2 separate regions of the Lactuca sativa genome follow, and region 2 is linked to region 1. The links are chromatin contacts, called in public Hi-C maps. All regions are on one chromosome and are shown on one strand. Each heading gives the region's core, a stretch centred on a gene start, on an enhancer-like site or on the middle of the called end of the contact. The rest is flanking DNA. Distances are from core to core; before and after follow the strand shown.

Region 1 (6,561 bases), core at 1,644-4,143:
AAAATGGTAGGGACATTCTTTCCAATGATCGACATATTTAATTATAATAATAATAATAACAACTCTTTATTTACATAGTTTTTCCATTCTACGTAACCCATAATTAACATTTTTGAAAAAAATCAATATAATAGACTCAAATTGAGATTTTTGGTTCTAAAGTTGGGCATTTATATGCGCCAAAAAAACATTGTCAATGATTTGGTCATATTAGACCATCCATATAAATACAATGCTACTAATCTTTTAACTGTGTTACATCAACTTTACAATGACTATTCACATTATTACAATAACATTCGTCTTTCAAAAATGATCCCACTGCCAGATCAACAATTACTTTATATATATATATATATATATATATATATATATATATATATATATATATATATATATATATATATAGAGAGAGAGAGAGAGAGAGAGAGACAGAGAGAGAGTTAGGTTCAAATGTTTTCACTATCTATTGTGTGCATGTATAATTGATTCTGGACCAATCATTTTAGTTATTTTAAGAAAGTAATTAATTCATATTAAATGCTGAAGATGTAATTAATATCCATTATATCTTCAACATGGAATATGCATTAATTACTTTATTAAAATAAGTAAATATGATTGGTCCAGAATCAATCATAATATACACAATAGATAGTGAAAACAAAATAATCTAACTCATATATATATATATATATATATATATATATATATATATATATATATATATATATATATATATATATAAACATTTATTCAATAATAAATAAACATAAAGTTAATTATTATAATATTAATATATATATTTTTTTAAAATGTTCCCATTAAAAACTAAAAAATGTTTTAAATATCTTAAAATATATATATATATTTGTGTGTAGGCATTAGAAATTTTCTAATGTGAATATATAATAAAAAGAACATGTCCTCTATTTGCAAGGCTTTCTAAACTTGCATAATCAAATCCTAGGTGTCAATTAGACATATTTTAATACAATGTGATGATTACTTGAGATAATATGTAAATTATTATTCAAGGGACAAGGTATTTTTTTATTAATTATAATCGAATGCATATGATGATCAACAAAGAATAAAACATTAAAACTAGATAAGTTGCGTTTCATATTTTTTAATATAAAAAACTTTTGATTTTCGATTATTTATTATATTTTTAGTTTTTATAAAAAGAAATTACGAGTAATTTTTTATATAATAATAATAATTCATTCATTTAAATAGTTTTTCGATTCTATGTAACCCATAATTAACCTTTTTGAAAAAAAAAATACTGTAAGACCATAAGGTGTGGACAACTAGATGTAACACCATTTTGGTGCCACATCACATGTCACATCATCAATGGTGTTATACCACCAAATGGAGAAATGGGCAACATGTTGTATCTTGTTATGACACCAAATTTTTTTTCCATTTTATAATTTATTTTTTATTTAATTCGATTTTTTTTTTAAATTTAGACAAATATTTTTTAAATATAAATAATAAATAAAACATAATGTTTAAAAATTATAAATAACAATTAAAAATTTTTAAAGATTAAAATTAACATAAAGACTAAGTTACACATAATATCCAAAAACAAAAAAAAAAGAAATAACATCCAAATTAAAAAATAAAAATAAAAAATACAACGCTATCCGTTATCGTTATTGTTACCATAGAATATATAATCCGCTAAGTCCTCTCGAAGTTGTTTGTGTTTAGTTGCGTCCTGAATTTCAACAACGCGATGCAAATAATCTGTTGTTCCTGGTTGAAACTGAACGTGTCTGGGCTTCGTTGGGATATAGTGTGCAATATTTCGCCCTTTATCTTCTACTACCATGTTATGTATTATGATACATGCATACATGATATATCGTAGAGTTTCTAAATCCGATGGTCGTGCTGCATGTTCGACTATATGCCACTTCGCCTTCAGCACTCCAAAAGCACGTTCCACATCCTTACGTGATCCTTCTTGTCTTCTCTTAAAAAAATTGTCTCGTTCTTCAACCGGGTGGCAGAATGCCTTCACGAATGTGGAATACTGAGGATATATTCCATCTGTAAGGTAATACCCATATTTGTATTCGTTTCCATTCACCGTGAAAGGAGCATCCAAGGCTTTTCCATTCAAAAGATCGTTGAATATTGGCGACTGATCAAGAACGTTGACGTCGTTGTTGGAACCCGCAACCGCAAAAAATGCATGTCAAATCCATAAATCTTGAGAAGCGACAGCCTCTAACACCAACAAAGGTGATCCGTGATGACCACTTGCGCATTGCCCTTTCCATGCTACCGGACAATTTTTCCATTTCCAGTGTGTGCAACAATGCTTCCTATCATTCCGGGAAACTCATGGCGTTCTTCATGCGTCGCATACAATTCTTGCAAATCATGCAACGAAGGTTTCCGCAAATACACGTCTCCAAAAGTTTCAACAACACCCCTTGACAATGTATACAAACTCTCTCTTGCGGTTCTTTCGGACATTCTCATATAGTCGTCCATGGTGTCAGGTAACTCCCTCATAGCCATCAAACGAATGCCCGCAGCATATTTCTGCAACGTTGTAAACCCTTGTCTACCTCTAGCATCATATCTTAATTGGAAAAATTCGTACATAAACATAAATTAACTACCGTTTAAAAATATATTGCATATGTTGTAAAATTAAAGAAACATGTAGCACATTTTTATTTATTTTGTATAAAAGTATAGTAAACAAACGATACCGGCTTTGCAAGGCGTTGGTGATTCGTAAGAACACATTCCTACTCAAACGAAATCTTCTTTTGAAGTCCTTCGCCCCGTATACACAATTATCCGCAAAGTAATCGCGGTATAGATGTTCGTGTCCTTCCTCGCGATTTCTGTTTAACATTGCACGTCTTGTTAGTAGCGGGGCTGGGTCTGGTTGTAGCAGGTCGGTAGTGTAATAATGATACATCATCCTAAAGAAAATATCGTCATCTGAATCATCGGACGAGCCGAAAGGATCCATATTTTTTTTTTTGAAGATAATTGAAAGTATGTAGAAAGGAGAAGAGAAAGTGCGTGAATTTTTTTTATAAAATGGTAGGTATTTATAGGGTAAATTATTTTTTTTAATAGTTACTTTTTTTAAACCCGTTGCAATTAAAACGTTTGCAAACGACAACATTTTCTTCGTTTCATCTGGTCGTGACACCAACGAGATCCAATCTCGACGAGTTGCAACGAACAGGGGGGCCGTGTTCCCCCTGTTAAGACGTCGTCGCCATACGCCACGTCACCGGCGTTACATCTCGTTTGGCTCGTACCGATTACTCTAATAGACTTAAATTGAGAATTTTGGTTTATAGAGTTATATGCACCAAAAAAAACTTTGTTAATGATTTGGTAATATTAGACATATTTTAATACAACGTTATGATTACTTGAGAGAATATGTAAATTATTATTTAAGAGACAAGGTATTTTTTATTAATTATAATCGAATGCATACGATGATCAATAATGAATAAAACTAGATAAGTTGGGGTTCATATTTTTTAAAATACAAAACTTTTGATTTTCGATTGTTTATTATATTTTACTTTTTATAAAAGAAACCACGAGTAAATTTTTATATAATTTAATAATAGTTTTGCTAGAATACTTAGACTCGAGGATGTGTTCCCACCAAAACAGAAAATAATCATTTTTCATTATTTTTCAAGTTCATTATTTTGTTAATAAAAATAATTGTGTGATAAAGTTGGACCGGTTTGGTGTATATATTAGAGGTGAGCGTGGTGTGGTTCGATGCGGTTATTAGCCAAAACCTCACCACTAACCGCAAATGCGGTTAATCCATTTTCAAAACCGCATGGTGTGGTTATTTTTGCGGTGCGGTTAGACGGTTATTTTTGCGGTGCGGTTTTGTTTTTTCTATGTTGCGGTTATTAACCGCATGGATTTGGTGCGGTTTTTAACCACAATTTAGAGCTCAAATAGTTTTAAGAGTTCAAACATATTACTTGTAATAATAATAAAAAAAACCATAATGTATAAGACAATTAAGTATTTAACTTAAACCACAAACAACTAATATCTTAAAAACGTCAAATCAATAGTAATTAACAATAAATATCTTAAAATTGTCTAATTTCATCCTTTTTATAAAGTTAAACATAAGAAAAAACCAACACTTTTGTCTTCTAGTATTTTATCCGTCTTTCATTCATGAAACATGTCTTATTTTTAATATTTAATAAATTAATAATTGATAAAAAAAAATTGTATATAATATATGCGGTGTGGTTTTTTTGCGGTTTCTGGAAACTAATAACCGCACCGCACCGCAAATTTGCAGTTTTTGAAAAACAGAAAACCTCACCATCGATTTTTATTGCGGTTGCGGTTTATGCGGTTAATTTTGGTTGCGGTGCGGTTTTTGCTCACCCTATATATATATATATATATATATATATATATATATATATATATATATATATATATATATATATATTGAAATAAAACCGTTTGAAAGAAAAAAGAAAAAAAAATCGGTTAATGAAATCGGGAGAGAGAACGTGATGTCTTTTCCTTCCATCCGGTTCTCGCACTCGCTATCCTGCACCCTCGGTGTTGTGTTCCGAGGTACAAGTTTGGTTCCTGTATCAACTTCCTGCTACATTCTGTGTAACCTTATAACTTAGACTATGCGGGGTAGAGCACCATTTTTTTTTAACAGTTGAATTTTATAATCGAAACTAACAAGAAGTTAGAAATTACGAAGTAATAACTAGAATTAGATTTTAAACCAATCAACCCAACTAACATTTTTTTTATTGTTTATAATCGCAAACCTATTAAACGAGAAATCAACTATACCATCAAAATAAAAAATAAAAAATTGTCGGGAGCGGCTCCCCAAAAATAACACCATTACGGAACCTCCAAATCACTCATAGAATCGTCTGAATAATGATTCCAAAGCGCCTTCTTTTAGAAGAAAGAGAGATCGTTTCCATCCATACAAATAATTCTCGAGTAGGAGTCATACATGGTAAAACCAAATCCACTCATCTAAACGTCCTTTTGCCAAATAAAAGAAGCATCTTCGCACAAAAGCAAGACATGATCAATTGTTTCTACTATTTTAAACGTAAAATAAAGAGAAAAGAATGAATATCCAAACCTTTTAGGCTTAGACTTAAAAATCGATTTCAAAAGGTCGGTCAAACCGATTGAACCGAAAATTGGGGAAGAAAACGGTTCAACTATCACCGGTTTTATGTCTATTTCTTAACTGGAACGAAGCAGCCGGTTTTTACAAAAACATGGTTGAGCCGGTTAAACTAAATTGGTTGAACTAAACTGGTTGAACCAGTTAAATTGAATAAAAACACATGAAAAATAACCATTTTGCAATATAAATATTGGTGGTCTTTTCACGTCTATTTAGATTTCTAAATAAAAACATATGGTAAATGTTATGAAGTTTTTTTATGCGTTTTATTCATCTAAAGCTATATTTTGTTTCAGTATTATACTTTATTTTTTTTTATATATGTGGATTATATTTTGTTTCGGTGTTATACTTTTTTTTTGTTTTTTGATTTATATGGATTGATGTAAAACTTATAGTTATGTGTTATTTTAATGTATGTGGATTGATTTAAAACTTGTTTTTATGTATATTTTTAATATATGAATTTGTGAACGTAAAATTATTGATTTATATATGTATGTATGTGTAGGGAAAAAAAATATAAAGATTATAGAAATCGATTGATCCGGCGGTCGAATCGAAAACCAATTATCATACTAGTTCAACCAAAAATTGGTTTTTAAAAGATTGCCGCCAAATAAAGATATTTACTTTCATAGGCACAAAACAATTCTATCTAATTTCATAATTACCATCTGATTGCAAGCACACCAATCCACTACAACGACAAGGTCAAAAAAATGTCAATCTTGGTATATTTGTGCAGACTCTCTCTCTCTCATATTAATGTTGATAATATTTTTTAATTTTTTATTTTATTTTTATCTTGAGGATTAATTTATTGTAGGCATGAAATAGGTAACTAAAAGTTGTCTATTAAGAATATATATTAAACTAAAATCTACATTCATTAAGTAAAATAATGGGAAACGGACTTAACAAGGTAATTAACTTTTCAATATGTTCATATCTGGGTAACTATCTTTTTTTTGTACACATCTAGGTAACGAACTTTTTGGAAGTGTTCACATATGACCATTATGACCGGCTGTAGCAGGTTATATCCGGTCATAACCAGTCATAATGGTCATATGTGAACATTTTCAAAAAGTTCGTTACCTAGATGTGTACAAAAAAAGATAGTTACCCAGATGTGAACAAACCGAAAAGGTAACAGGCAAATACACGAATGATCTCTGTAGTTTGGGTAATTTGTGTGTTTGGTCCATAACTTATTTTTTAAACTTAGATGATCCATACTATTTATTTTTGTTGTGCATTTGGTCCCTGTCCTACCTCAAAAGACTATTGTGCCCTTTTTTATTTTTTTTTCTTATTTATGTATTTATTTTTTA
Region 2 (6,561 bases), core at 1,792-4,291, 140 kb before region 1:
ACACTCATATATATATACACAATACCTTATAAATTTTGCTGATCAATAAATAATACTTGAAGCAGAAAAACTTTCTAAGCTCCTGTGTAGGCTATAAAACAAAAATTAAAAATTGATATTTCATAATCAAAAAGATAAGAAGGTATTAAATTAGAAATAATTCTAGTTATCCATATGAGTAAAAGACCATTCTGCCCTTCTGTTTAGATTGATGCTGAGGTGAGTAAATGATGCATCATGCATGTCTAAAGTATGTGTTGTATACACAAATTATGTTCCGCTTTTGGACCGAATAAATTGTCTGAATGTGAGTAAATGACCATTCTACCCTTCTAGTTAGAGTGATGTCAGTAAATGATGCACATGTATAGAATATGTGTTGTATATACAAAGTCTTTCTTTTTTGGACTGAGTAAACTGTTTGAATGTGAGTAAATGACTATTTTACCCTTCTATTTAGAGTGATGTTGAGGTGGGTAAATGATGTCTGTCTAAACTCAAAGAGTATCTGTTGTACACACAAAGTCTGTTTCTTTTTTTCGACTGAATGAAATGTCTGAATGAGAACAAATGACCATTCTACCCTTCTGTTTAGAGTGTTGTTGAGATGAGGTCTGTCTAGAATATGTATTTGTATACACAATATCTAGAGTAAATGTTGTATAAACAAAATCTGTTTCTATTTTGATAAACTGTCTGAATGTGAGTAAATGACCATTTTACCCTTGGGAGAAAAGTTTATAGTAAAGTGATCATCTAACCTCATCTTCTGTAGCCCAAGAGATTTCATTAAAAATAGCATCATACAATGATGGGAGAAGCTGAGGAGGGAGATTTACAACACGTTGTGAGATCAAAAGACCAACATCAGCTGCTTTCTCCCCTAAAAATGATTTTAAATTTTCTTTTATTTCTTTTTCTTGACACTTTGATAACAAAAACTCTTTCACTTCCATCATGCATTTACAATCCTGGATTAAACAACCACCATATATTCAATCATATTTCAAAAAAAAAAAAAAAAGTGGAATGTGAATCTTGAGATAAATGAAGAATATTTTTACCTTATATCTTTGTAAATTTAAAGCAGAAACAAAGCCATAAACTGATTCATCTTCATCATCTTCTATTTTAACAACTGATCCCACTGAAGTTTGTTGCAATATTAAGTCAACAAAACTGGTCAAATCCCATTCTTTATTATCAAGGTAAGTCTGCATCAAGACCTTTACTCCATGGAAATCATCAGGCTTTGGGTCAAAGAAGACAAAATCTACTTGAACAGCTCCCTTAAAAAGAAAATCATAATTTTAATAAAAAGTAGAAATAAAAATTTCAACTTATTAGAAGGGCGAAATGTGAATAAATAAATAAATACCTCAAAGTCATCTTCATCTTCTGAAGAAGAATCTTCATTTTCTGAAGAAGAACATGACACTTCTCTATTTGATTCTATGATATCATGTTTCTCCTTTTTTCTACCTGTAAACACTTAAAATTTTAGCTTTCACAATCCATGAACAAAAATGACCATTTTGCCCTTAGGAGAGAGAGATCATGCCTGTTGAGTTGAAAGGGGCTTTTATGTCATTTTGTTGTTTGGCCTTTCGTGCAGAGAAAATTAAGGCCATGGAACGACCCAAGCGAGAGAAAGCATGTTGAGGCTTTTGTAAATGAGTTCTTCTTGTTGGCTTTCGTGGCATTATAATTAATAAGGAATCCTAGAAAAATTCATAAATATAAAGATTGTAATATTTATAAAGTATAAGATACTCATAGACATGTAAAATGATATCATAAATACTCTAATTTGTATAATGTAAACACATGAAAACATCACAAGTATTTACAGTTATAATCATATTCCAAAATTTAACCCAAAACGGATCTGCTGATTAAGAAAACTTACCATTTTACCCTTCTAATAAAAACAACTTTGAAATGCATATTACTTACTCAAAATCTACAACATTTATAAATTACGTATATAAAGATCAATGCAATGTATAAATTATTCAAAATCTACCAGTTTACCTTCTATCAAAGTTATCTAATCTCAAAAAATCAAGTTTTAGAGGCACGAAACTAATCAAATGAGATTCAAGAACCAAAAAACTGAACCACTCAACATCACCTTCAATAACTTTTAAACTATCCTATGCTAACATACAATTGTGATCATTCATTACAGATGTGAGATGTGAACAATATGTTCAAATGGTTCATGAAGAGAAGTTACAGATGATATGGATTGGGCAAACATGAAAGTCCCTTGACTGGGAATAAACCCATTATCCAATAAATGACATTATTGCCCTCAACTTCTATAAAAAAAGTTTATGTGCTTCATTTATTTGCCCTGTAAGTGAAGACATCTAGTTGGGGCAATTTATCATGCCATTGTAAGTATAGACATCCAAAAGTTTATTTGCTTCATCTGTGCCCTGTAAGTGAAGACACCTATTTGCCCTCTATAAAAAGTTTATGTGTTTCATATGTGCATCCAAAAGTTATTAACATGGCATTGTAAGTGAAGACATCTAATTGGGGCAATTTATCGAACACGTTCTCTGCATCCAAAAGTTCTTCGTACAAATCAAGAAGACGACTGTTGATAAAAGTGACGGTGGGTTCGTAGAGAATCAACTGCTTCCTTAATCTTGTACAAAGAAATGTCTATTGGTCTGAACAATCAAATTATTTTAGCAAAATTGAACGGAATTTGTACCTTCTAGAACCAACTGTGTGTCGACGGACGAAGGATTTTTCCTTGAAAGCTCGAGGGAAGCGAAAGACGGCAAGGACGGCGGTGGCACCAGGTACGGAGGAAGAAGGTACCGCCGGTTAAGATTAACTGGAGGAGTATATCTCCGGCGGCGCTGCACGAGTCGACGGAGGGAGGAGCACTTCTCTGGTGGCCGGCGGATGGGAAAATAAAGAGGGAGGAAGTAGCTGTTGGACTGTTGGAGGCGTTTTTTAGATTAGGGTAAAACAGAGATTTTCACATAAATAAATGAATCGTTCCGCACATATCTAATCTCCGACCAATTCGAAGATAAAAATTGAGGCTTTTAATGGTTCAGCGGTACTTTTAATAGTTTAGAGATGAAATCTTTTTTGTAGCTAAACCGAAGGCCTATATTTAAAAAAATCTTTTTTTTTATAAAATCTTTAACCCATAATTAGAATGTAACTGGTAAAAAGATACGTGCGTTGTACGGGTCAGAATTTTTTGTTGATGTTTGGTGGGTCATAAAAGCAGAACACTATAAATGGTTGATTTTGAAAGTACGATGCTTAAAAACAAAATAAAGTAGAAATAGATGTTGCAGTCTCAAAATTTTAATGAATCCTAAAAAAAATCAAAATTACATAATCTTACATTTCTACTATATACGTCAAACTTCATCTAAATTTTATATTAGTCACACGGTTTTAGCTTTCATTCCAATTGGCAAAAAATATTTTGCTTTCATATCTTCAATCAAGACGATTTCTGTAAGAAAAGCATCATACCAAATAAGGCTAGTTCATTTTCAATCACATATATCAAAAAAGACTTTAATAGCAATGTACTTTCAACTTTCTATAACTGTTGTGCATGCTATGCGTGGATATGACCATTTTTTCCATTTTAAATTATAGAATATGTGGTTGTGTGTGTAGTTGTGTAGTTTTTGTGTATGTATGTGTTAATGATCGTATTTATATGTGTGTCTATGTTGTTATGTATGTCTTATTGTGTATAAACATAAAGAGTAAAACTCTAATTTTTCAAATGTGTGTCTACCTTTTTAAATTCAGCCTCATGTGAATCTCTGTTCTTTCGTGTATGTATTAGACGGATAAATTGTATTAAAGTTATGGATTTTAAAAACGATTAGGAATCATTTACTATAATATTTACATATCAGGGACCATTTATGTAATTTCATAGTGAAACCCTTTTGGTTTGAAGTACTTAAAGGGATAAACCTTTTTTGTAACATCCCCTCTGGCACGTATCACAATATTGTCTGATTTGGACTCCCGACACGAAAACTTTCCACAGGTGTTACACTTTTGATTTGAAGCCATTGAGTGAAACCATTCGTAAATTTAATATCTCCAAGTGAGAAACCTATTAGCTTCACAAGCCTGAAATTTATAACTACCAATATTTATGAAATTTTAATCTTTTATTCCAAATTTATAAATATTATAATCTAGTAACCTAACCTATTGCCTTGCAATCTCTTGATCAACACTTCACCAAGTAGCTTTCTAGTCTTATGAGAAGTGGATGGAAAATGGAAGTCATAATGTGCAATTTAAAAAGATAATAAGAATAAGAATTGGAATTGGAATAAATATAACCGTGAAAATATAAAATTATAAAAATTAAAACTTGTTGACACCGATTATCCATTGTGTTTGATCATAAAACATAGCACAACCAATATGTACTCAACTTCAACATACATAACTTGAATCCTGTAAAAACACACATGTTTATTAGACGGTTGAGAAATAAATCATCATATCAAGTAAATAGAAGAGAATTAATTCATACTTGGTGGAATAAGTGGGAGAAAATTATATTTGTTTACAAATTGAGGCCATGGATTCAATATCTGATCCTCTGTGTTATAACATATGTTCTAGTATTATACAATTTATCTATTTTTTTAGGGTTTTGTGCTTGGACTCGGCGAGTTAGTGAGCTCCAACTCGTTAAGTAGAGTCATTTATGAGGACGCGGGATTCAGATCCTACTCGATGAGTCGGAAGGCTCTGACTCGACGAGTAGGCATTGTAAAGGAAAACCCTAATTTTTAGTATTTGGACCTTATTTAATGGACTTAATATGCCTCTTGTGGCCTCCCTTATCACTTCACTATCCAGAGAAGAAACCATAATCCGTTCATTGATGTTTCCTTAAGATTGATAGGGTAAGAGAGAGTTTTGGAGCATTTAGTTGAAGAAGTTGAAGATTGAGGAGCTTGGAGCGAGAAGTAGACTGTAGATCCAGCATCTACAACGTATGGACACCCATTTGAAGGTAACAAGTTGTTACCTTGATCATTCTAGCATTAGATCCTCTTCTTCTTGGGTTTTAGGCCATTTCAAGTACATTTGTGAAGCATTTCGGGTGTTAAGTAAGATATGGAATTGCAACTTCAGATCTGGACTCCTCTAAGTCCTTAGAGTTATAAAGTTGCTAAATTTATCAAGTTTGGCCCTTCTCTTTGGCTAAAACCCCTCCTTTAGCTTGGTGTTGGCAACTAAGAGCTTGCATACACGTAAAGTTTACAACTTTACGTGGAAACCATGCCTTAGGTGTGACATCAAAAATTTCAAACCAATTTAAACTTTTTAAAAGATATCAAGTTCGTCAAACATTACAACTTTGTTTTCAAAATATTGATTATCAGAGTTTTTCCCATAAACATAAACACAATAGGAGCAGCTGTACGATCACGCCTTGGCCTTGCCTTGATCCCCTGATGTACCTGAAACAATAAACTGAAACTGTAAGCCCGAAAGCTTAGTGAGTTACCCCCAAAATACCGATACACATACAGTCCACATAACAATATCAACATTAACATATCATATCAATCAGAACAGAACAACATGCACTGGGTCCACAGCTTTACAGGCTAGACTACCCCTAGGCCCTCAGTATGAGTCTGGAATGCCTACCGGGCCCTCAGCTCATATCTGGAATGCCATCGAGACCTCAGTACGAGTCTGGAATGCCTACCGGACCCTCAACTCGTATCTGGAATGCTCCTGAGTCCTCAGTATGAGTCTGGAATGCCTACTGGGCCCTCAGCTCATATCTGGAATACTCTCGGGTTTGTTGGCTACCGCACGGAGCAGTACAACCTCAACCCACCCCACATAACATGTCGGCATGTAACAGATAAATGCACATACAGGTAATCAATCAGTATCACGGGCAGTCCTACCGACCTACCCGACTAGCATATCAACTGGCATACATTACTAACTCAACTCAACATATCAATAACTACTAGGATATCAAATCCAATGGGCCGGCCTTGGTGCCTTAGACCCCTTAGTATAGTGAGGATAACTCACCTCGCAACTGACGTCAGAAAACTAGAAAGCTTCAGCTCCCGGATCACCAACACAAACTCCACTACCTACGATTACCATACAATCCTTTTTCATAAGTTTCCAAATTATCAGAACACCCTCAGAAGTCATCTGGTCAACTCTTGGTCAAAGTCAATGCTCACAGTCAAAGTCAACAGTCCATGTTAACTCGACTCGTCGAGTGCAGTTCACCGACTCGTCGAGTCCTTCCTGAACTCGAGAAGTCGTGAAATCCTTGATTGGATCGTCGAGTCCTCCTTTAACTCGCCGAGCTCATACGTGTCCAAGAATGAGGGGAACTTTAGTCGACTCGCCGAGTTTTCTAACAACTCGTCGCGTTCAAGGCAAACTTCAACGGACTCGTCGAGTTCACGGCCAAATTCATCGGGCTCGCCGAGTTGTTCATCCAACTCGCTGAGTCCTCGCAGACCTCCATCCATGCAGACGCTTTTTAAG

The links. Hi-C and Micro-C count contacts between places; a contact is called where the count stands out from the background.
Region 2: a contact with region 1 is called in a Hi-C map of seed, with 2.6 times the contacts expected there. The contact joins the promoter of LOC111879888 here to the promoter of LOC111880315 in region 1. A contact is called at or near these places in 2 of 4 Hi-C or Micro-C datasets (leaf and seed).

The regions. Positions count from the first base shown.
Region 1 is chr4:15,750,296-15,756,856 of Lsat_Salinas_v11, reverse strand. LOC111880315 reads right to left here and starts at 2,893. Exons shown (of 3, transcript XM_023876738.1): 1 at 2,745-2,893; 2 at 2,314-2,611; 3 at 1,658-2,164. The coding sequence starts at 2,893. The coding sequence ends at 1,658.
Region 2 is chr4:15,890,499-15,897,059 of Lsat_Salinas_v11, reverse strand. It overlaps LOC111879888 (protein BCCIP homolog), which reads right to left and starts at 3,041. Exons shown (of 9, transcript XM_042900842.2): 1 at 2,729-3,041; 2 at 1,562-1,721; 3 at 1,379-1,482; 4 at 1,065-1,289; 5 at 762-971; 6 at 26-82. The coding sequence starts at 1,703.